6 separate regions of the Mus musculus genome follow, and regions 2, 3, 4, 5 and 6 are each linked to region 1. The links are chromatin contacts, called in public HiCAR-type, HiChIP or PLAC-seq and promoter capture Hi-C maps. All regions are on one chromosome and are shown on one strand. Each heading gives the region's core, a stretch centred on a gene start, on an enhancer-like site or on the middle of the called end of the contact. The rest is flanking DNA. Distances are from core to core; before and after follow the strand shown. Region 1 holds the start of Myef2 (myelin basic protein expression factor 2, repressor). Region 2 holds the start of Duox2 (dual oxidase 2). Region 3 holds the start of Spata5l1 (spermatogenesis associated 5-like 1). Region 4 has its middle 12 kb from the start of Mir147. Region 5 has its middle 29 kb from the start of 4930417H01Rik. Region 6 holds the start of 4930417H01Rik (a long non-coding RNA gene).

Region 1 (3,717 bases), core at 786-3,285:
CCTTTGTCGATTTCGCTACCCTTAAGTATGCTGTCAACAGCATGGAGAAGGAAAGGTTCATCTCTTCTAGGAGCCCCTCAGTGATCCTCAGTTATGATAACCCTTAGCTCTTTATGAATTCACAAGATTGGGGCTAAAGGGTAGGCAGAGAGCCATTTATCTTAGGCTCACAGTTTAAATCCTGCTTGGTTGTGGGTTGTCCTGGTGCTGTTTGTATTCTGATGTTAATTCTGCTTCCTCCAGAGGGGTTGCCCCCTAGAGCAGTCGCAGCAGGTGAAGTCCTGCGAACCTTCCCATTTTAACTGGTCAATAAAGGCGAGAGCCCGTTTTTTGGGCAGTGGTGGGATAGGAAGAACGGGAGATCTCTGAGAATGGGCACAAGTAGGGAAGAGGGAGGACGAGAGGAGGAAGGAAGACAGTGAGGACAATAGCCATGTTGGAGCAGAACCACGTGGCCAGGAGAAACCACAAGTAGCAAGGGGTCTTATAGCTGGGGAATGTTAGTATAGTGTTAGATCTGCCCAATCTAGGCTTATATCTTATACTTATAATAACTGGATTACGTGGTTTTTTTTTTTTTTTTTAAGATAGGCTTATTGGGGTTGGAAATTCCAAGACACTGCCCCCCAAAGCTCAGTCATTAAGAATAGCTCTTTTAATGGGATATTTAAATTGGCATACTCTGGAGTATGGGTAAGTCTCATGTGTGTGTTTAATTAAATTGTGCTTTTAGCTCGATTACAGCTCTTGAATAGTGCTGTTTCCCAAAGTCCTCCTCCAGCAGAGCTCTAGTGTCCCTTCCGAACCTTCTATTATGGTTTGGTCACGATGAACTCTTGAAAAGTGTTGAAATGTGAAAAAGGTTTTTGCAGGAATCTACTAGTCCAGGACTGTCAGATGGAGTTCCTTGGAGAAATTCAATGGTAACAAAAGAATACATGGAATAGTGAATACTTTGAAATCTAGGGTTGAGGTGGGGTGGGGTGGGTTAATCTGGTTTCTCCTTGATTGAAACCCCATGGGAGCCTTAAGAGATAGACTGCGATACTGTAGCACTTGGCCCTAGATGAAGTGTTTTCTTTAAATCTCTACCTTGCAGGGAAGGAACTGCTGTCTTTACCTGAAGAGAAGTGGAGAACTGAAATGCCTCAGCCGAGGAGAAAGCCTAATTTTCTCTGCCAGATTCCAGCACCTGTCTGCTAACTGCAACCATTAGGCCCCAGGGGTGACAGTACAGAAACACAAAAGTATCTGTTGTGTTTAGGACACTATGTGGGTAGAACGCCAAACTCAGAATTTTGTAGATGACTCTCATCTCTAATAAACTGTGTCTGCCTTATGCTGTTCACTTTTTTTTTAAAGAAGGAAACATTTGAGGAGGTCTTAGCTTTTTTTTTCAACTGAAAAAGGCCATTTTAGTGTGAAGTGTAATCATGACACTCAGGTTTATGAATCTTTAGTATTTAGGGGTAAAATCTATAATCCAAACCAAAATATGCATTTGTAGCTAGTCTTGTATAAGACTTCTTTTAAAACAATTTGTTTTTTCCATGTGTGCGTGTGGTTTGCCTGCATGTATATCTGTGCACCACAGACATACCAGCGCCTATGGAGTCAGAAGAGGTCGTTGGAGCTCCTGTATGTGGGTGCTGGGAACCGAACCCAGGTCCTTGGCAAGAGCAGCAAGTCATCCTAACTGCTGAACTCCTCCAGCCCCCTTGTACAGGTTTTCTTAAGAAAATGATGGACTGTCCAAATCGATAGCTGCCCCGAGAATGTAAAAACTTCGACCTCTTAGCTGATTGCTAAGGTCTACAAAAATCTTCAGCCCTCAAAGAAAGTGGTCAACTTGTCCTCAGCTACCGGTGCTCGCTGGCGGGTTCGTAGAGCATCCACCCGCAGAGATGGAGCTGCCATAGTCCTCTCATCCAAAGGCCCCGTCCCCGAGGACCCCCATCTCTGCCCCCCCAGGCAGCCCGCGCTCCCTCCGCAGGTGGCCGCGCCGGAGCCCCGCCCCCACTCACTCCCCAAGTCGCGGGGCCTCGTCCGCTCTCGCGAGATCCCGGCCGCCGAGCGCTCGGGGCCTTTTCAAATCGCGATCCGTTACCGCTTCTCCGGCCGCCGCCATTGTAGCGCTCGGAGCCCTCATCGCGGCCGAGGCGGAGCCCGCGGCGGGATGGCCGATGCCGACAAGTCCGAGGCGGCCGCGGGTGACGACGGCTCGCAGCAGCAACCGGCTGAGCCGCGGCGAGACACGCACCCCGGCGAGCCCGAGAAACCGCCGCGCAGCAGCGCCAACGGCGTTAAAATGTATTGTCTCCCCCGGGCGGCCGGGCGGGAGGGCGGCCGGGCAGGGCGGGAGGCGCGGGCGGCCCCGGGGCGGGAGCAGGTGCGGTGCTGGCGGCCCCGGCCTCGGGCGCGCGGAAAAACGGTCCCCTTTAAAAGGCCCGAGGCTAGCCTCATCCTCGGGGAGGACCCAGGGATGACATCATCGGTCCTTTCCCCTCCCGGCCCGGTTCCGAGCCCCGGTGAGGGCCGCGTGTGCGGTGGTGGCTTCCAAAGTGTTAGAGCTCACCGAACCCATTGTGTTCCTCTTGATTGGCTTTCGAAAAAGGAGGACTTGGTCTCCTCCACCCACCCGGTGATGGTTGTGGGCCGTGCAGGCTGGTTTATTTATTCATTTTTTTAAAAACACAAACTCAGTGTGTAGTGGCCTTCATTTTACTATAATTCACTTACGATATAATTAAATTACTGAAATATAAATCTGAATTTGGCAAAACTGGGAACGCAACCCAGGGCCTCGTGCAGTCTCCAGGCAGGCGCTAGGCCACAAAATGACACCCCCCCTCCACCGAATGCAGTGCTTTTTTTGTAGAAGAAAACCCGAGGGCTGAAGGTTGGATCTGTCATCTGTGTCTGTAGAGAATTTAGTCGACGTTAATCCATAAGATCTTAAGTTGTAAGGCAGTAGGATAGGGGCAGATTGTGCTCGGCTGTCCTTGTCACGTGGGGCTATGTGAAGGCAAACATTTATTTTCCTATGGCTTATTCTGTAAAAACTGAAGTTGAAAATAATGCCAGTAATTTGTTAAAACACCCTCCACCTCTCCATCCTGCCACGGTAGAAAGCAGTGAACACATGCTTTCTGACATGAAGTCAGAAAAGGGAAAATGTCTTTCTGGCTTTTGTGTGGAAATACTTGAGGCAGTGATTTGGACCAGTCTGTTGAAACCGGCTGAATTGAATTGGTTGCAAACTAGATGGGGTAGTGCTCCTCAGCTTCTCTATGACAGTCTCGCTCTTAGGGTGACATCATTGTATATTTTTTCTTAACCACTGACAACGTATTTAAGAGGAATTACCCCAGTTCCCTGGGGCCTATCCTGAGCTTTAGAAGTTCAGTGTTTGCTGTTTTCCTGATGCCTATATTCATTTTTGAAATGATATATGATATATGTGGAGAGGCACTTTAAGAGCGTTCCATTAGACAGAGCCTGTTGTGTTACCTTTGAATTGGCTAGGAATACCTTAAATATGGACATTCGTCTCCCTACCCACCTGGTGACTTTTGAACAGGAAGCATCGTGTGAGCAGAACAGAATTTTGCAGGTATCAGATTTGCAGGGCTTGAAAGTCAGTGCAGTTTGCTCATGGATGGAGAGTGTGCATGCATCAACCACCGAGAAATCAGAAAGCAAGGAAAGCCTATCTCT
Region 2 (3,717 bases), core at 364-2,863, 2.8 Mb after region 1:
TGCCAGGCAGACAGGGGTCACCTCTCCCAGAAGAGGGAGGCCCCGGGGCCTGGTAGTCAATTAAAAGAGAGGGACTGCGGATTTTTCTAGACCTGCCAGTTCCTCCGAACCAACAAAGATCAACAGGAAAAGGTCTTCTCAGACTTATAACAATGTAGTTCAGGACCTGGAGGCTGGGAGCTTGGAAATTTCTCTTGCTTGCTACACGTTTGAATCTTCTGTGAAACTCTCTTGAGTCTTTAACTCAACACAGTAAGAAAAGCACAGAAGTCCCCATTCTCTTGATCATGGTTCAAAGCACAGGACAGAGGGGCTAAGGCATTCAGAGACCAGAGACGGGGGGGGGGGCTGGCCGCACCCGAAGGCTAGACTTAATTCCAAATATACTGGGCTGATTCCCACTGCTGCTGCAGCTTCCAAAAGAAGCCAGCTGGAGTCTCTTCCCGGGATGTCCTGGACCAAGGAACCTCTTCCTCGGAAGAGTCGCTTACTGCACCAGACTTCTAAATTTGCATCTGCTGATCCTCGGAGAATCTTCCTTAGTCTCTTCTGTCCTGAGTCTCCAAGAAACTCTCTCCATATCGCACTATTACCCCCACGAAATCGGCTTCTTCTAGAATCCCTCTAGGGAGAACTTTGAATACCCCCTTACCGAGTGCCCACGGATTCCAGGCAAGATGAACAGGAAGCTAGCAGCCAAAGACAAGAACACCAGGATAACAATGAGCAGCGGTACGCTGAAGCTGGCGGCATGCCTGGGCTGGGGGTAAAAGGGTAGCACCCCGTCCCACGCAGTCATCCTGCAAGAAGTTCGAGAACTGTTCGCAGGCAGCGAGCTGGGATGAGTGATAAAAAGTCCGAGCCCTGCGGCTCTCCTAAGAAGCGCAGAGGCGTGATCTCCCGAAACTCTTTCCTGGCCCTGCGACTTCACGCAGTGTTCACAAAGAAACGCAGACCCCCTCCTTTTATAGGAGCGTGGGCAGCAAGCAGGGGCGGCGTCCAAACCAGGTAGCAGGGTCCTGTCTGGTTGAGGTCATGCAAACGAAGGGGCGGAGACATGCAAATAACTGAAATCCTGTCCTTAACTCGACCGCAAACCTCTGATTCACACATTCACACCTGCTAGCGGTGGCGCGAGCGACACCTGCTAGGCAGGACGAAGAGCGAAGGGTGAACGGGCATCCAGGAAGGGTGAAGATTCTCGGAGCTGCTCCCAGGAGCGGAGCAGGAAACAAAATCTCCAAGACCACGGAAGACTGTTGAACCGGACCGGATCCCTTACACCAGAGGTTGGGTCTCCTAGCTCCTTTCTCCCCTTTGAACGTAATTCATCCTAGATGAGGATGAGGTTGGCTGCGCGTCCCTAGCTCTCAGTTCATTAGCCTCTCTCCCTTTTCTATCCCCCTCCTGGAGAAGCAGTACTTGGGAAATTGGGCTGAGAGGACTAGGTTTTAGAACAAACCCCATAGACAGTCCCGCTGCGCTCCTGACCAGGGTGTTAATGTGCTTGAGATCAGCATCAGACAGGGTTAGGGTGGCAGACGGTCTTAATGCCAGAAAGCGCGTCGTGAAGATGTGGGACCTGAGTAGTACCTCTCTGCTCCTCTCCCAGTACCAGCCGTGGGAGTGTGCGCTCTTGACACACTACCCCCCACCGCCGGGATCAAGGACAGCATGCTTCCAACAAGTCCCAAGACTCTAGTTCTCCTGGGCGCTCTGCTGACTGGACCCCTGGGCCCAGCAGGTACGTAGTAGGGGCCTCTTGCTGAAGGGGCTAGCCAGTGTCCCACAGGAGTGTGGAAAGAGAAGGGAAGGCAGATGGCGCCTGGAAGCTGGAAGGGTTGAGCCATCTCTTATTGAGCTATTGAGTTGGAAGACTTCTGACCGCCTCGGCTCAGCGGCCAAAGGATTGGAGATGGCGTTCATTGGCAGGAGTTAGCCAGCTGAGGAAGGAGCCTAAAGCCCATCGGGTCATTCAGGGCATTCTGGAAGGTTAATGTTAAGTGGGAGGCTTTCTGCTCCCACAGGTGGCCAGGACGCACCCTCACTGCCCTGGGAAGTGCAGCGCTACGACGGCTGGTTTAATAATCTGAAGTACCACCAGCGCGGTGCGGCTGGTAAGCCCCGGGCTCTGTAGGGAGGGCGTGCAGTTGGAGTGTGGGGAGAGGAGCCGGGGCGGCCTGCGGGATTGCATTCTCACCACATTCTTATCCATTCCTGGGGGTAGGAAATGGGAGGGGGCATGTGGGGCTTCTTGGGGACCCAGAGCGTTGATCCAGATCAACTCTCTGCGCTCCAGGCTCGCGGCTGCGTCGCCTAATACCGGCTAATTATGCTGACGGTGTTTATCAGGCTCTGGAAGAGCCGCTACTGCCCAACCCTCGCCGGCTAAGCGATGCTGTCGCTAAGGGCAAAGCAGGGCTGCCCTCGGTCCACAACCGCACAGTGCTGGGGGTCTTCTTTGGTGAGTATAGGAACAGGAAACCAGGGTGGATCTGGAGCTTGCTGAGTGTCCAGGGAAAGGACCACCGCAACTTGCAGAAAAAAGAACTTTCCAAGAAGTGCTTCTGTTATCATCTTTGAGGGTTTGGGTGTGATGCGGGGATCTTTCTCTTACTTTACTTCAAACCAACACGTACATTGGGTCCCCACTAGAACTCTCAGAAACTTATGCCCTGACCACTGCTGTCCTCAAGACTCTCATGACTGCCACACAGAGGTGAAGGGAGCTTGTTTTCAAATCGTATCCGCCTCCCCCCCTCCCACCCCCGAAACGATATTGGCATGTTCACAAGGGGATGCTACGTTTTGTTTGCATCTTAGAAGATCAAGTCTGGCGGGGGGGGGGGGATAAGCTGAAGAGACAGCGTTGAAGCTTGTGCTCTGGCCTCTGTGTCCTGATAATTCAGAGGCTCTCCTAAGGAGAGCGGGACCTGGTGATTTATCTACCACTTTGCTCTCTTAACCCAGGCTACCACGTGCTCTCAGACCTGGTGAGTGTGGAAACACCAGGCTGCCCCGCAGAGTTCCTCAACATTTACATCCCACGTGGGGACCCGGTGTTCGACCCTGACAAGCGCGGGAACGTGGTGCTGCCCTTTCAAAGGAGCCGCTGGGACCACAACACTGGACAGAGCCCCAGCAACCCCCGGGACCAGGTGAGGCCAGGCAGCCAAAGGCAGGAGGGCAGAGAGGCGGGAAGGGGGTCTGAGGCTGGATCCGCTGGAGGCCTGGGATCTGGCTGGGAAGACCAGACACGGTGAGGCTCTCCCTACCAGCAAGGACCTGCCTGGTCCTCCTGACTCTGCTCATCCCTGCAGAGCAACCAGGTGACCGGCTGGCTAGATGGCAGCGCCATCTATGGCTCCTCTCATTCCTGGAGTGACACTCTGAGGAGCTTCTCTGGAGGACAGCTGGCTTCTGGGCCTGACCCTGCTTTCCCGCGGAACTCCCAGAGCTCTCTGCTCATGTGGATGGCGCCGGACCCCTCCACGGGGCGGGGCGGGCCACAAGGGGTGTATGGTGAGGCTGCGGGGGTCCTGGCAGGAGGTGTAGGGTTAGAGGCACCAGGCTGCTTGGAGGCCCTGTACTGGAGGAGGGGGGGACTGCCTGTGGGTCTGGGCTCCCCTGACTCAAGCTGTTGTCCATCTCCTGTCCTGCTTCCCCACATGGATGCAGCCTTTGGGGCCCAGCGCGGGAACAGGGAGCCCTTTCTGC
Region 3 (3,717 bases), core at 424-2,923, 2.5 Mb after region 1:
GAAGTCTTCGTTGTTTTTTAAGAACACACCAAGTTCTGACAATCTGGGATCAAATAGCAGACTAGATAATCTAGGTCCTTGTTCTTTGGAAGCAGGGCCCTTTAATAGATGGTTCAAGGAAGAAATCCATTCAGGTCCTCCAAAGTCTTAAGAGAATCCTACCACAAATTTTAATTATTATTTAATTACTAATAATTGCTTAGAAATTAAAAAAAAATCACTTGAGTACCAAAGACGCTAAAAAAGCCAGCCCTGACAACGTAGAACAGGAAGCTGGTATCCTGACATTTGAATACATTTAAGGGCTTATGCCTGTTTTTATTCACCTTCCCTGCCTTCTCTTACTGTGACTAAGTTCTCATTCCAAAGGCTATTTCAGTTTAATATGCATGCATCAGGATTAGTTACTTCAACAAAGCAAATGACCATCCTGCTTCCCAGAACGATTTGAACCCAGGTTCTAGCTTGCATGTGACAAGTGATCTACAACTCCTGCCTGACCCAACATTCCAAAAAGGCGAGCTTTCAGGAACTTTACCTCTCTGTCAAACCTGCCCGGCCTGCGAAGCGCTGGGTCTAACTCGTCTGGCCGGTTGGTGGCTCCCACAACCACAAACTCCCTGTCCCTGTGGATGCCGTCCAGCAGCGTCAACACCTGGGCCACCACTCGGCTCTCGGGAGCTCGGTGCGGGCCGCCTCTCCGGGGACACAGGGCATCCACTTCGTCCAGGAAGAGGAGGCTGGGTCCGCGGCTGGCCAGCTCCTGGGCTCGTTGGAAGATGCGCCGCACGTTCTCCTCGGTCTCCCCGGGCCGGGAGCCCTGCAACGCCGGGGCGCTCACCGCCAGCAGCTCGGCGCCAGTCTCGCGCGCCACGGCCCGCACTAACTGGGTCTTGCCCACTCCCGGGGGGCCCGCCAGGAGCACCCCGCGGGGCACAGCCAGCCCCAGCGCGGCTAGGGCGAGCGGGTAGCGCAGCGGCAGGCGGAGCAGCTCCCGTAGGGAGTCGGCGGTCTCCGACAGACCCCCAAGGGTCACCTCCCCGGGAGGCTCGACCTGTGGCGGAGGCTTGTCACTGAGCGTGATGCGGGTATGCGGTGTGACCCACCCGCCGGGCTCTGGGTCCGGTGTCCCGCCCATCACGTGCAGAGCTGCGACAGGGCCGGGGACACCCGGCGGGGTGGTCACCACGTGTCCCCGAGACACAGGCCGGTTGCGCAGCAGCTCGTGCACTACCTCCAGCACCGCGGCGGAACTCGGGGCTCCCGCCTGGGGCCGCAGCACCGGCCACACCTCTAGGCGCCGCAGGGGCGGACAGGGCACGGGTTGCAAGCAGTCCATACCTATCCTCCCCGTGGCCACCCGGGCCCCGGGGCTAGCGCACTGCGGGTCCAGCTGCACAAAGCCATCCACCCTGTCGCGCCGCGGCCAGGCCGTGCAGAGGCAGCAGCCGCCGGCGGGCAACGAGATCCTCAGCGGCGAGCCCAGGCGCGCACCCAAGCTGCGGAAGGCGGCCGGCCCCAGGCGGCAGCGCTGGGTGTCCCGGTCCCGGGGATCCACCGGCAGCAGCTTCAAAAGTTGTCCGTCGGGGAAGGGCCCCGAGTCCGGAGCCATGACTCGGGGAACCACGCCGGGGAAAGCCCGGCAGCAATCCACCCGGCTGCCGGATGCAGGCGGCGCGCATGCGCCAAGAAGGAACAAGCCTCTGATTGACGGTCGAAAGGACTTCTGGGAAAGTGAGAAAAGCCTGGCTCTCCATAAACATCAGACGCCCGGTAGTCGGTCCAAGAGCCTCAATGAAAAGGTCTCCGCTGGCATCTGACAGACATACGGCTGCTCCATTAGGCCATAAGAGTTTTCATTTTGTGAAGTAAAAAGATTTCTTAAGGAAAAAAAGAAAACCCAAACTGCTGACAAGGTGTAACGTGCTTACAGATATAAACAAGGTGTAAATAAAATACCCGCCAAATTAATCATGATACTCGCATCTTATGAAAGATCTTTTATCCTCGTTCCAAAGACTTGGAGCGTCTAGAAATGGGAAAGAAGACATTAATAATAAGACATAATAACCATCTTCAATATGTAAAGGGATGTGTGTGAAAGCTAGCGTGCGTGTGGATAGCTGTGGTAAAGAACTGACCAGGAAACGGAAGTTTAATAGGGTGATCTTAAGAGGTTTTTCTCTGCATATTTTGACCATGGTCGCATGAAAGGTACAGCTGAGAGTCATAACTGATGCCCACTGAGGCAATTAGAGTGAACTTAACCTTTCAGATTTCAGCACTGATTTAAAACAGGGGTAGAGGCTAAGTTAGTGGGGATATGGTGTGGAGGACAGTACATGTTTTTTCGTGTTGCATAAAGAGGCTGATCCCGTTCAGGGCCAAACTATAAAGTTCTCTGACCTTGGCCAAGAAATATACAGCATCCCCACTAAAACAGCCACTCCCCTCCTTGTGTCACAAATATCAGGAAGGGATTGTGTTTCTGGGCCCTCAACTCATTCACACATTCTCAGTAAAACTATAGATTATCTTTCCCAGGCAGCCTTAACCCATCCTGCTCCTCTGAGTCAGACCATTTTCATTGTATTGTTTCAGTCATCCATACATCTGAATTCATCATACTTACAATCTTGCAGGAAACCATTCTAAGCTTGCTGTGATGGTTCATACCTATATCACAACATTTGGGAGACTAAATAAGGATTAGAACAATTTATAGTTCTACCTGGGCTACTTAGTGAGGTCTAGGCAAGCCTAAACTACAGAATGGAGAAAGGTATCGAAAGAAAGAAAGAAAGAAAGAAAGAAAGAGAGAGAGAGAGAGAGAGAGAGAGAGAGAGAGAGAGAGAGAAAGAAAGAAAGAAAGAAAGAAAGAAAGAAAGAAAGAAAGAAAGAAAGAAAGAAAGAAAGAAAGAAAGAAAGAAAGAAAGAAAGAAAGAAAGAAAGAAAAAGAAAACCTTGAAAAGAAAAACATAATAACAGTTCTGTGGTCCTTTTGTTGGTTACAGGACTCCAAATTTGGCAATTTTATGAGCACTATTTAAAGCAACAAACGTGTGCACCACTAGAGGGAGTCCAGAACCAACAAATGAAGGCCGAGGGCCCTTGGCGGACCGGACATTTGCAACCGAAGCTTCCGCTAGATTTTCCTCAGGGTTCACACAGTATGTATTTTTTTTTTTTTTTTTTTTAGTATGTATTCTTATAATATTGTCAAGCTATTCTAACAAAGTACCACACGCTATTCAGGTTATAATAAGCAATAGCAAATTATATTTTTCCATTAAAAAATAGTGTGTATGATGAGAGAGAGAGATTATGTAGGTGCACATGAAGTCCAGAGGCATTGGATCCCGTGGAGCTACAGTTATAGATGTTTGTAAATCACTCCATGTGGGTGTTGGGAGCTAAACTCAGTTTCTCGGACTCTTAACTCTTAACTCTCCAGCCCCTTTACAGATTTTATTTATCTCATTTTATGTGTATGTGCTTTGCCTTCATGTACATAATTGCATGACTTGCATTCAGAGCTTTACTTCTTACAGTTTTGGAAGCTTAGAAAACGAAGATGTAGATGCTGGCTGACTCAGGACAAGTGAGGGCTACTTCCTACTTCATGTGCTTTTGCACTCTCTCCTTAGATAGTGGGAGGAAGCATCTAACTCTCACAGGTCACTTTATAATGACATTTTCATGGCTGTTCTTCATTGT
Region 4 (3,717 bases), core at 673-3,172, 2.5 Mb after region 1:
TGTTCCTACTAGGATGGCCCATTAAGCCCCATTTAAAACATTAAGTCCCATTTAAAACATTCCACTGCTTTCCAAATCTCAAAATCCACATTCTTCCAAACTAGCATGGTCAGGCCTATCACAGCAATATCCCAACCCTGGTACCAACTTCTGTCTTAATTTGTGTTTTACTGCTGTGAACCATGACTGAAGCTACTCTTAGAAGAGACATTTAATTGGGGCTGGCTTACAGGTTCAGAGGTTCAGTTCATTATCATCATAGCAGGAAACATGGCAGCATCCAGGCAGGCTCACAGACAGACCCAGTCTCAAAAATGAAGTGGAGAGCAATTGATGAAGACACCCAATACTGATCTCTGAACTCCACCTGTACTCACATATATGCATGCTCCCTTAGTAATACACTCATATGTGCATGAATATATATACATATGCTACACTTACACATAGGTAGACAGGAAGATAGGTAGGCAGGTAGACAGGAAGATAGATAGATAGATAGATAGATAGATAGATAGATAGATAGATAGAGATAGATGATGATAGATAGATATAGATAGATAGATATGATAGGTAGATAGATGATGATAGATATGATAGGTAGATAGATAGATAGATGATGATAGATAGATATGATAGGTAGATAGATAGATAGATGATGATAGATATGATAGGTAGATAGATAGATAGATAATGACAGAAAATTATAAGAAAAATGGTGTAAAACATTTATGGTGGAAATCTAGTGGGGAGTGTGAAAGTTCTTTTTATAACTTTTACACACTTGGAATTACTCCAAAAATTAGTTGTGAGCATAAAAGTATATTTACACATTACAGTCTCTACCCTATACAGCTCTAAACTTGCAGTTTTCCATATGTTAGTGAACATAAGCTATGCCCTAGCATTTCCTGGCCTGGCCTCTGCTATCTGGTTACCCCTCACCTGCAGGATGCCACACATCCTTGCCATTTTTAATGGGTACACTTCACACAGCCGTAGATTCTTCGTTCATATTTTAATATCAGGTGGTTTTCCTTCATGTTCTTCTCCTTAAAAGCACATTGCTCCCAACACCACTGTGTCTTTGTTGGGAATATTTCCCACAGTGGGCCATCAGGGTACCGTGGCCCTGTACACAGGCTGCCAGACTGCACTCAGCAAAGCTGAACAGATATACTTCTGTTTCCCTATGACTCTATAGTGGCTTCGTACTCTGACTTGTTTTTGAGAACTGGGTTGCGTATAATATGATCTCAAGCTAGTTTATCTTGATGTTCACGTCGTTCTCAACACTGAGTTGTCTGCTGAGAGAGGAGCCCCCTCCGAACCACTGTTCAGACCGGCTGTGGTGGGGGTGGGGGATGGGGTGAGGGTGGGGTGAAGGGGTAGGGGGTGGACGCCTGCTTTGGGCCCAGTGGCACCTGCTGTCTGTGTGTTTGGTCCTGTCTCTTTCCTCCCATAGCCTTATAACTAACTTTCTGTGTGCTATTGGGAAAGTATTTCTTCCACTCTGAGGCCAAAGCTCTGTGAAGACCTAGTCTGTGCTGTCAATTGATCACTTACACGTGGCCTGTGTCTGTTGTTTAAATATCCACTGAGTCCGAAGCTATCTGAAGATCTTGTGATTACAGATGGCAGAGGTTGGCTGCAGTATGAAAACTTCACAAGTGTTCACCATTAATCACATTCCGTGTTCTGGGTCCTCTGTAATAAAGAGGAGGTGTGTAGGAAAGGAAAGAAAATGAGGATCTTAGAAGTGAACGTTGAGGACAGCTGTGAACTGTGACCCTTGCCTCTGCTTCGGTGCACTCACCTTTCCTTCCTGTGACCGAGACTTGCGGCAGGGACAGCTGTTTCCTCCTATCATGGGGTTGAAGCTGTAGAGAACATCCTGCCCTCAAGACCAGAACAAGCCTGCGGTGAGCTCCGAGGCAGGCGGTGACTCAAATCCAGAGAAGCAGGAAGTTTGGTGTGAGGGGAGAACTCAGAGCTGGCTACACTGAACTTCCCAATCCCAGCCCAGCGCTGAGGGTCACAGGTCTCAGTGAGAAGGGCAGAGCACCCACTTCTCAGTAGAGGAAGAGTGGGCAAGAGCTCTCTGCCGAGGGCTGCCTGCCTTAGGTCTGGCAGAAAGGAAGAAAGGGTGACGTGCTGTTTAAAGTATGCTCCGGAAGGTGCCTGGGGCTTAGTCAGTGCTGAACTCAGGCTTAGCCAAGTGATTCTCAGAAGTCTCTCAATGAGAGGAAACACATCTCCCAAGTGCTAGCCCTGGTACCATCCTCAAAGGGAATTTAGGAATAGGAGAGGTATCTTTGTTATGCAAAGCATCATCTACCGAAACTTACCACCATGGGCGTCTGAATTTTCCAACTCCCCTCTGGCTATGGAGGACACACCCAGTGTGCCCAATGTGTAAGGGCAATAGAGCAGGTCCTGCCCAGGCCTTTCTTGGGGCTGGGACCCTGAGAGGATATCCTTCCCCACTACCAGTTCCTCCACTGCCTGAGGTCTCCCAGGACCAGTACAGGGTGAGGTTCCAGGCTGGTGTGAAAGACCTTAGGGCCAGCCAGGCAAGGCCTGTAGGTCTTCACCAGTAAGGGCAAGGTGATGTTCCCTCTAAGGCTCAGCCTCCAAAGCTGCCCTAGGCACTTTTTAGGACTCATAGCTGATGATATTAATCCTGCCAGCCACAGAGATAGAGGGTCTCTCCTTGATCTCTTCCTGGTTTGCTCAGTTCCCCTTTCTCCTGATCACCTTAGTTTCTATCACTGTAGCCTCAACATATTGGAGTGCTAAGAGACCAATGACAGCCTAGAAGCCTTCTTTTCTCAGGTGCACACCTTTGCTGTGGTGTTGGGAAGTGTCCCTCGGTGGCTGTATGTCCCTTGGTCCCTGCATGGTGCTGGGGAGTCTTTAGAGGTGGGGTCTAGTTCTGATTTTTCCTTGGCCATTCCAATGCATTCTCTCTCTCTCTCTCTCTCTCTCTCTCTCTCTCTCTCTCTCTCTCTCTCTCTCTCTCTCTCTCACACACACACACACACACACACACACACACCCATTTCCTCTGCCATTGCTTTGGCTGATCATGGCTCTCCTGTGGACTGCTGGCATTGATCTTTGGTCTTCAAAGTCTCTATCAATGCATACCTGCCACCTCTGCTTGTGACAGCCATGTCTCTACTGAAGTATCATCTCCGTCTTTAGCTTAAGTTCCTTGTCTGCTTCCTTTGTGGCTTATGATAATAATCTGCGTTTTCAGTCTCTCCCACTTCATTCCTGATGTGAAAAATCCCATGCAGTAAACTCCTTCAGTTTCCCAGCAGCTATCAGCTGTTTTATGCCCTCTGCCCTGAGAAGACACTCTAAAGAAGTGTCTTGTCACGTAAGGGCTCCTCCCCTTGGTAATTAGGCTATTGAAATAATAGAGCCCTTGCTATTGGAATTTCCCCAGAAATCTCAAGGTGAAAAGAAAAAGGATGAAGCTCTGGATCCTGGTGCCAGTTGGAGGAGAAGTTTGTCCCCCTGAAAGAGACCTCACAGGGTTCTCACTTGTCACAGCATCTTGCAAGGGAGGCTGGAGCCAGGACAATGACAGCCAGTGATGAGAACTGCATCTTACCCAACTGCTCGGTGATGTTTTGATCATCCTTTCTCTAGCCTGAATCTCATTTCAGGGCACTGGGAATGGATTTGAGGGGGACAGGGTCACTGGGC
Region 5 (3,717 bases), core at 863-3,362, 2.5 Mb after region 1:
GCCTACAGTGGGCTGGGCCTTCCCATATCAATCGCAATTAAGAAAATGCCCCCCCCCCCGCACCACAGGCCCACCTTTAACCCCACCTTGTGGAGGCATTTTCTCAGTTGAGGTCCCCTTCTCTCAGATGACTCTAGCCTGTGTCACAGTGGCATAAAAAGAGTCAGCACAGTATTTTACATCAGTTTCTTTCATTCACATCACCTTCTGGGCAGAGAAGAACTAATCCTGAGTTTAAAGCCTGCTCAGTGGGTATGGTCTGGACCAGTGCCTTCACTGGCGGGGTGGGAATTGTCGCCTGACTTGTAGAACTCTTCTAAGAACTAACTGAACTCACACATTCCAGGCCTCTGGCGTAAGCTGCGTATTCCACCACTCTCCCTCCAGTTTGGTTTCCTGAGGATCCCCGACTTCCCTATCTTTACAGACGCTCGACAAACAAACTCAAACTCTCTGACTTAAACACACATGTAGGGTGCAGGGTGGGTTTCACGAATGAGTCACTCATAATTGTCCTAGCCCAGAACATTCCATCAGCTCGGAAATTATACCCTATAGCAGACCCCTTTCCCCGCTCCCCTTGTTCTCCCATCAAAAGCCTGTGATTAAGGAACATGTCCCGGGGCAAGATCTAATCAGTCATAGGTAGAAGGACCTAAAATTCTTAAGCAATCTCTCAGTTCAATACACCCACACCCAGAGTCATAGCCTGAAAATAGCTGTTCTCTGGGGTGAGCACTGACTAGAGATATCTCTGTCACATCACGTGTGACAGACAGAATGTGAGTTCTGGGAGCTCTGTTAGTCTAGTCTCCTGCACTGGGTGGTCGCCACGCCCCATCCAGTTGTCTCCTCTTTCTCCCCTCACCAACACCTGCACCCCATCCCCCCATCTATGCACCTCATGTTTGCTAGGTTACCTCAGACCTCCACCCATGCCCACTTATCTATTCACCTAAACTGCTCCACTTCTCAGTCACACTGGATCCTTCCTCCTATTTCTTGGCAGACTTCAACACCAAGCTTATCCATAGCCTATGCAGAGTCCATTTGGCTACAAGCACCTTAAGAACAAGATCAATATTTCAGCCCAGCGACTCCATCTTTGCTCAACGAGCGATAAGTCAATGAATCCAGATTGTAGACAAGCATGGGATTCTCTCCCTGACGCCAGCTCATGGGAGTAACCAGCATGCTCCAGGACTCTGTGGCCTGGTGTGATGGCTACTTCTGCTGTTAAACTAAACTTAATTAAAATTCAATATTACTATAGGATCTAGCCTCTTTTTTCTCCCATGTGTAAGCTCAAAGAACAAAGCAAGCCACGTGCCCTGAGTTCGTCTCTGGATTCCACCCTTCTTCCCCTGTAACCCCTTTTAATCCTAATTTATCTGCCTCGGTTTATTCAAAATATCCCCATGAGGTCTCCAATGCCCTTCCAACTGACAAAGCCCTTAGAGTTCTTTGAGTAGATTTTTGTTTTCTTTATTGAAGTCTCCTATGATTCAAACATCAAGACAATATAAAACAAACACACACACACACAGAGAAACAGACACACACAGAGAGAGAGAAAGGGAGAGAGAGAGGAAGAGAGAGAGAGCAATATCTCAAGTCAGCCCCCACTGTATACACTTGTGTTAGCTGCTTCTTAAGTCACTTCTCCCAAAGGGTAACTGCCCATTCTCTCCCTACCACACAGGACAGCACGCACAGACACACACCGCTGCTCAGCTGCTTTGCCGTCTGTGGCCTTCCATATCAGCACCTCCAGAGCCTTCTCAGGCTTGCTCCCCAAGTCCCAAAAGGATCGATCTGCCCACTCTGCCTCTGGGGACTTGGCTCCTGACACCACACTGGTTCTGCGCCTATACCCTTTCCTGCTTCTCCTCTCACCTCACTTCTCTGAGCTCTTATGGGGAGCCCTTGCCTCGCCTGGTTCCTGCAGTGCCCTCCAAAGCCCTGTGCTTCCCTCCAATGCTCAGCCTGTGAGGTGTTTGAATACTTGGTTCTCGGTGGGTTGTGCTGTTTGGGAAGATGTAGAGGGTGTGGCCTTTCTGGAAGAAGTACATCACTGGTGTTGGGCTTTGAGGTTTCAAAATTTGCTCCCTCTGTTTCCTGTTTGTGGTTCAAGATGTGGGCCCCCAGCTCTCAGCTTCCAGCTCCTGCTGCCTGCTGCCTTTACCCTGCCATCTTGAACTCTAAAATGCTAAGCCCAGGTAAGCCCGCCCGCCCTTCTTTCAGCAGCTGTGTTCCGCAGTAGGAAAGTAACTAGCACAGCTTGTAAAATTCAGCCCTTCCTGGGGAAATTTCCCAGGAAGCAGGAGCAGATGGCTGAGACTTTCCATTAGGCACAACTAGCTACGAGTTAGTGCACAACTAGCTACAAGTTAGTGCACAACTAGCTACGAGTTAGTGTGGAGCCTTCTGCATCCACGGCTGCCCTGCTCATTCTCACAGCCACCAAAAAACCAAAACAGACAAAAAACAACAAGGGGGACCTGCAGCTCCCAGATCACCTTCTGCTCTTTATGGGCATCCTCAGGCACTCAGACATCCCACCTTTGGAGAAAACAGTGCCCTTGCATTTCATCTAGCTTAAATTTTGAAAGCAATTAATAATAATGAGAAAGGCACAGCCAGAAAGAAAAGAGACACAGTGCATGAATATCAGAGGGAAGGAGCCTGGGGAGGTGGCTCCGCGGATAAAGGCATAAAGCAGATAAAGGCCACCAAACCTGAGCACCTCCATTCACTCCCAAAACCTACCTGGTGGAAGGAGACACAGACTCTTCTAAGATGTTCTCTGATACCCATCCACCCTCCACAAGTACACCGCAGCATGTGCATGGGTGCCCCGACCCAGAAATAAATACATAAATGTAAAAAAAAGAAAAAAGAAAGAAAGAAAGAGAGAGGGGGGGAGGGAGGGAGGAAGGGAGGGGGGAAGGAGGGAGGGAGGGAGAGAGACAGAGAGAAAGAGAGAGAGAGAGAGAGAGAGAGAGAGAGAGAGAGAGAGAGAGAGAGAGAGAGAGAGAGAGAGAGAAAGAAAAAAGGAAGGGTCGAGCAAGAGAGCAAGAGCAGCAGCTATGGCTGCCTAGACCTTGGATCAGGCTCTGTGGTAACTTGGGCTACCTCAGTTTCCAGCATTTGCACAGCAGCTGCTGAACACTACCCAAGGGAATATGTAGTGTGGCCGGCACCAACCACATGGTTAATAACCGCTAGTATCCATCCCTTCTATTACTCACACTCGCAGCCCACAGCTGCTCCATTAGCTGTGCAAAGACTGTGGATCTGTGGAGGTTCTGTGTTTCCCTGGCTAGGCACCATCTACTCTTGTAACTGTGCCCCGGGAAACAGGCCCCCTGGTACCAATCCATCTTGGCATCAATTAATGCTAGGGAAAGCAAGAGGATCTTAATGCTTTTAACAGAGCAAAGTAAAGTGACTTTCTGATAAAGACATAGTACAGGATATAAGCCAGTAAAACAAAATGACTACATCAGAAATCCCCATGGAGAAGGTTCTGTTCAATAAACAGAACACAGTAAAATGACACCAAGATGTCTCACTTAATGAATTCTGCTAAGGAATGTCAATGAATCCCTGATAAATGATAAACATTGATTTATAGCAGATTCTGTAGTGGGACATGTTTTGGCAGAATGGGAGATTAAATAGTTGGATGTAGTAGCACTTACCTTTCACCTCAGC
Region 6 (3,717 bases), core at 463-2,962, 2.4 Mb after region 1:
GTCCACTACTAATGGCTCACTCACATGGCAGTTGGTGGGCTAAGCTCCTTCTCACAGACCTTCCCACGGTGCTGGATAAGTTTAGCATGATGTGGTAGCTGTCTCCTCACAGTGCAAGAGATCTAAGAGTGAGGATAAAGAAACAGCTGCAGCACCTTTTATGACCTAGTCTGTAAGTCACAGTCACTTCTGCCACAGACTGTTCATTACAGGTCATAGGCCATTACTAAGTGCTGTCCACAAGCAAAGGTAAGGGAATTTACCTCCTGAAGAGTGGGGTCATCACAGAATTTATGGACAGAGCTTAAAATATGGCTTTGTCGTCTCATCACTTTCTCGAGAATCCAGTGAGACACGAGTGAAAGAACAGAACGCACAAAGGCAGTCCTCCTCAGCACAGCGCGCTGGAAATGTCCCCAAACAACCCATCCTTTTATTTCAACTATTCTTGAAACATTCACATCCCTCCTACCTTGAGGCTGCATTTAAGAGACTCCGATGACACTCCTGAAACATTGTAGGCAGTTAAATGGGACATTAAAAACAACAGAACAATCTACTCCTAAGATATTTGGAGCCGAGGAATGTAATGGCTCGTAAGCTGTCTCCCTTTGGCTATTACCATCGTGTCCTGATTGATGAAATTCTAGGCAATAGCCTTCCCTTCCTGATCTCGGGACCATGGAGGGTCTAATTTGCTTTCATGACTGCAGCTCTGGGGGAAAACTTAGGACTGAGGGATCACTCTGGAATACAGAAGTAGCCAGGGCTTTCTTTTCGCACCGGATTCTAAGGTGTCAACAGAATCGTTAAAATTGCCTCGTGTGATTTTTTTCATTGTATTTTTGTGACCTGAAATTTTGGTAAGATATAAAAACTTTTTAAAATATTGTCTTTGTAAACCCTGGGGAAGTAGGAGCTTGCAGGACACCACAGGCAAGATGCAGGTGTAGCCCCGTGTCTAACTTGCATGAGCCCCTGGATTAGATCCTAAGGATCTCAAAAGGAAAGAAAGGTGGAAGCCAAGGATTTACACTTTAAAATGAATTCTACCAACAGTGTTGCCTTTAATCTTGCTTCTTGAGGACATTTGAGAATGTGATGAAACATAGGGAAAGTAAGCTCACACAATTGTGCCCAAGGAGCGTAGCAGTGAACACAGAAGGAAGACACATATTTGCTGAGAAACAGGAAACTTTAAAGCAAGCCATAGAACTACTGACCATCCTAGTCTTGTCCTAGCCTTTTGACCAAGATAATCGGCAATTTTTTGCCGATTGGGTAGAAGAAAAGCTACCAGGATTCCCACTTGGTAAGAAAGCACTAAAGGACATTTTCCACGGACCATCCATAACCAAGATCGGACCTGAGATTCCCGAGACCCATCTCCAGTGGAGGGAATTCAGAGCAGTGACACCCAGCTCCGGGGGGACCTTCCCGCGGCACACCCGGGGGCTCAGAGCGCACAAGACCTCAGAGCCCGAGAGGCGGGGCCGGGAGGGCGGGGGCAGGGGGCGACGCGCGACCACGCCCCCTCGGCGCGCCCCCAAGCGGCGGCCTGCGTGCCCGCGCCGACCCCTCCCCTCGCGCCTCGCGGGCGCACGCGCCGCCTCGTTCAGGGGCCGGAGGAGGCCGGGCCTGTCAGACCCCGCGGCCGGCCTCCCAGCGGCACGGGGCGGGCGGGTGCAGTGGCTGGGGCTCGGCCTCGGTCCCTGGCCCGGGTCGCAGTAGCGCGAGCTCCGGGCGGGGATGCGCGGCGGCGTCGGCCCGCAGGTAGCCGAGCACCGCCGAGTCCGGAGCTGGCGCGCGGCCGGGGCGCGGCGACAGGAGCGGGGTCTCGTTCTCCTCACGATGGGCAGGGACGCGCCGCGCTGCCCTGAGGAGCCCGAGCGCCGGTGAAGGCGGAGTCGCCGGCCGCCCCTCCGCTGCCATGGCCGGCCCCGGCGCGTGGAAGCGCCTCAAATCCCTGCTGAGGAAAGACGACACGCCGCTGTTCTTAAATGACACCAGCGCCTTCGACTTCTCGGACGAGGTGAGCGACGAGGGGCTTTCGCGCTTTAATAAACTTCGAGTCGTGGTGGCCGACGATGACTCGGAAGCCCCGGAAAGGCCTGTGAACGGGGCGCACCCGGCCCTCCAGGCCGACGATGACTCCTTATTGGACCAGGACTTACCTTTAACCAACAGTCAGCTGAGTTTGAAAATGGACCCCTGTGACAACTGCAGCAAGCGACGCGAGTTGCTGAAGCAGAGGAAGGTGAAGACCAGGCTGACCATCGCTGCCGTCCTCTACTTGCTTTTCATGATCGGAGAGCTTGTAGGTGAGTTGTGTCGCCGACTCGCTTGCCTTTGACTTTGTCCAGCTGTTAGCTACGCCGGAGTTGAGGTGGAAACTTTGTTTTCAGGAAGTTTGCTGAGTATCTAGACTTTCGTGGGTCCATAGGAAAGGGACACGGGATTCCAAAGTGCGGTTCCCGTGAGCGCCCACTGAGAGCTTGCAGGTATATCTTGTAACTCCCATAAACAGTGCCTTTTACTGTAGGGTTTAGGGTGTTATCTTGACTGTATATCATGTAACTTCTCCTTTTACAGATTCTGATAAAATGCCAGGTTTATCTTTCAACGTCTAAAATAATTCTGACATGGATTAGAATCAGAATTTTATAGTACTAAGGGATGTTACTGAACACCATTCTGTTTTCTCACACAGAAGTTCTGAAGGGATTAGATTATGAGGAATCTTATTGGGAAAAGAGAGAGCCATCCACAGTACCAGACTTTCCTCTCTGTCTACATTTTGGTTATTTGATGCTTATTTATGCCGCTTCCTTTTGAGCTTATAGCCAAGGGCTTTACAAAACTCTATACAGCCAACTAATTAAAAGTTCATTATTAAAAGGAGTATCTACAGTTTGCTAGAGGTCTCCCCGGCAGCTGCAGAAGCTAGGGTTTTTTTTTTTCTCCTTTTTTAACTGATTTCAGATAATTTCTCACTCTAAGGTTCTTGCTTTAGACCTTATTTTTACTGTCGCATTAGTTTATAGTCGTCCTTTGATATCCAAGGTGGGTTGCTTCCAGGAGTCCTCTCTAGAACCTGAATCTCAGGTTGCCTCATCCAGTGACGCCTTATGTAAAGATCCCTTACGTAAAGCGAAGCAGTTATTTGCATATAACCTACATATATGTCCTTCTGTACTTTAAAGCCTTTGGAAATCATTTTGACTACAAAATACAAATTTGATGCTGTATTTAAGTAGTTGTTATCCTGACTCGTTGAGAGATTGATGAGCAGAACAAGTCTGTGAATGGCGAACGCTGAGGAAGAGTTACTTTTTCAGATGTTTTCCATTCATGATTGATGGTATCCATGGATGCAGTTCTCAGATAGAGAACACACTGCCGACTCCTTAGTGGCAGTTTCTGAAGTGGCATTAACAGAGGAGACGGTTCTCTTACGTTGTCTCTTATGATGAGCCATAACAAGAAGAGACCTGGCAGCCCAGATTTAAAATGCTGTGTGTAGAAGACTCATGTACATTCTCTGCCTGATGTCCCATCATTCTTCCCCAGTGTGAAATTAGCTGTACTGGTTATGGTCCTTTTCTCAGGGCTCCCTCTCTCTTGCCCTTAAGGCTTTCATAAATAAGAGCAGATTTCTCAAAGGTTTTCAGACTTCTGTTGACTATGTAATAAGAAGTAGACTGTGGTAAAATACTA

What was found. Promoter capture Hi-C pulls out the DNA fragments that hold promoters and counts their contacts. HiCAR-type assays count read pairs that join an accessible place to other places. HiChIP or PLAC-seq counts read pairs in DNA pulled down with a chosen protein or histone mark.
Region 2: a contact with region 1 is called in an H3K27ac HiChIP or PLAC-seq map of embryonic stem cells, with 7 times the contacts expected there. The contact joins the promoter of Duox2 here to the promoter of Myef2 in region 1. A contact is called at or near these places in 3 of 39 promoter capture datasets (the 3T3-L1 cell line, hippocampal neurons and pre-B cells), 2 of 115 datasets of contacts at active chromatin or transcription factors (astrocytes and embryonic stem cells) and 1 of 9 other capture datasets (embryonic stem cells).
Region 3: a contact with region 1 is called in a HiCAR-type map of astrocytes, with 11 times the contacts expected there. The contact joins the promoter of Spata5l1 here to the promoter of Myef2 in region 1. A contact is called at or near these places in 7 of 39 promoter capture datasets (cranial neural crest, embryonic stem cells, hippocampal neurons and 3 more) and 3 of 115 datasets of contacts at active chromatin or transcription factors (astrocytes, embryonic forebrain and large pre-B cells).
Region 4: a contact with region 1 is called in an H3K4me3 HiChIP or PLAC-seq map of pro-B cells, with 16 times the contacts expected there. The contact joins the enhancer-like site here to the promoter of Myef2 in region 1. A contact is called at or near these places in 5 of 39 promoter capture datasets (cranial neural crest, hippocampal neurons, liver and 1 more) and 2 of 115 datasets of contacts at active chromatin or transcription factors (astrocytes and pro-B cells).
Region 5: a contact with region 1 is called in an H3K4me3 HiChIP or PLAC-seq map of pro-B cells, with 10 times the contacts expected there. The contact joins the enhancer-like site here to the promoter of Myef2 in region 1. A contact is called at or near these places in 2 of 39 promoter capture datasets (hippocampal neurons and pre-B cells) and 4 of 115 datasets of contacts at active chromatin or transcription factors (astrocytes, embryonic forebrain, large pre-B cells and 1 more).
Region 6: a contact with region 1 is called in a promoter capture Hi-C map of embryonic stem cells, with 11 times the contacts expected there. The contact joins the promoter of 4930417H01Rik here to the promoter of Myef2 in region 1. A contact is called at or near these places in 8 of 39 promoter capture datasets (cranial neural crest, embryonic stem cells, hippocampal neurons and 4 more), 2 of 115 datasets of contacts at active chromatin or transcription factors (extraembryonic endoderm stem cells and forebrain) and 1 of 9 other capture datasets (adipose tissue).

Annotation. Positions count from the first base shown.
Region 1 is chr2:125,121,978-125,125,694 of GRCm38.p6, reverse strand. Myef2 (myelin basic protein expression factor 2, repressor) reads left to right here and starts at 2,035. Exons shown (of 16, transcript NM_010852.2): 1 at 2,035-2,310. The coding sequence starts at 2,177. It overlaps Gm46759 (a long non-coding RNA gene), which reads right to left and starts at 2,051. Exons shown (of 2, transcript XR_001783448.2): 1 at 1,601-2,051; 2 at 1-906.
Region 2 is chr2:122,296,123-122,299,839 of GRCm38.p6, reverse strand. Duox2 (dual oxidase 2) reads left to right here and starts at 1,613. Exons shown (of 33, transcript NM_001362755.1): 1 at 1,613-1,744; 2 at 2,028-2,117; 3 at 2,300-2,464; 4 at 2,971-3,158; 5 at 3,321-3,522; 6 at 3,679-3,717. The coding sequence starts at 1,675. It overlaps Duoxa2 (dual oxidase maturation factor 2), which reads right to left and starts at 940. Exons shown (of 6, transcript NM_025777.2): 1 at 653-940. The coding sequence starts at 799.
Region 3 is chr2:122,628,581-122,632,297 of GRCm38.p6, reverse strand. Spata5l1 (spermatogenesis associated 5-like 1) reads right to left here and starts at 1,673. Exons shown (of 3, transcript NM_001033256.4): 1 at 539-1,673. The coding sequence starts at 1,612.
Region 4 is chr2:122,650,751-122,654,467 of GRCm38.p6, reverse strand. No RefSeq gene overlaps it. Among named protein-coding and RNA genes, the nearest start is that of Mir147, 12 kb to the right of the region's middle. Within about 2 kb of position 1,922, at least 165 of the 459 cell types and tissues checked have an H3K27ac peak or open chromatin away from gene starts, as enhancers often do. A contact at or near this core is called in pre-B cells and pro-B cells, where this site is marked.
Region 5 is chr2:122,671,431-122,675,147 of GRCm38.p6, reverse strand. No RefSeq gene overlaps it. Among named protein-coding and RNA genes, the nearest start is that of 4930417H01Rik, 29 kb to the left of the region's middle. Within about 2 kb of position 2,112, at least 49 of the 459 cell types and tissues checked have an H3K27ac peak or open chromatin away from gene starts, as enhancers often do. A contact at or near this core is called in pro-B cells, where this site is marked.
Region 6 is chr2:122,700,634-122,704,350 of GRCm38.p6, reverse strand. 4930417H01Rik (a long non-coding RNA gene) reads right to left here and starts at 1,712. Exons shown (of 5, transcript XR_866691.3): 1 at 1,367-1,712. Slc30a4 (solute carrier family 30 (zinc transporter), member 4) reads left to right here and starts at 1,688. Exons shown (of 7, transcript NM_011774.3): 1 at 1,688-2,321. The coding sequence starts at 1,931.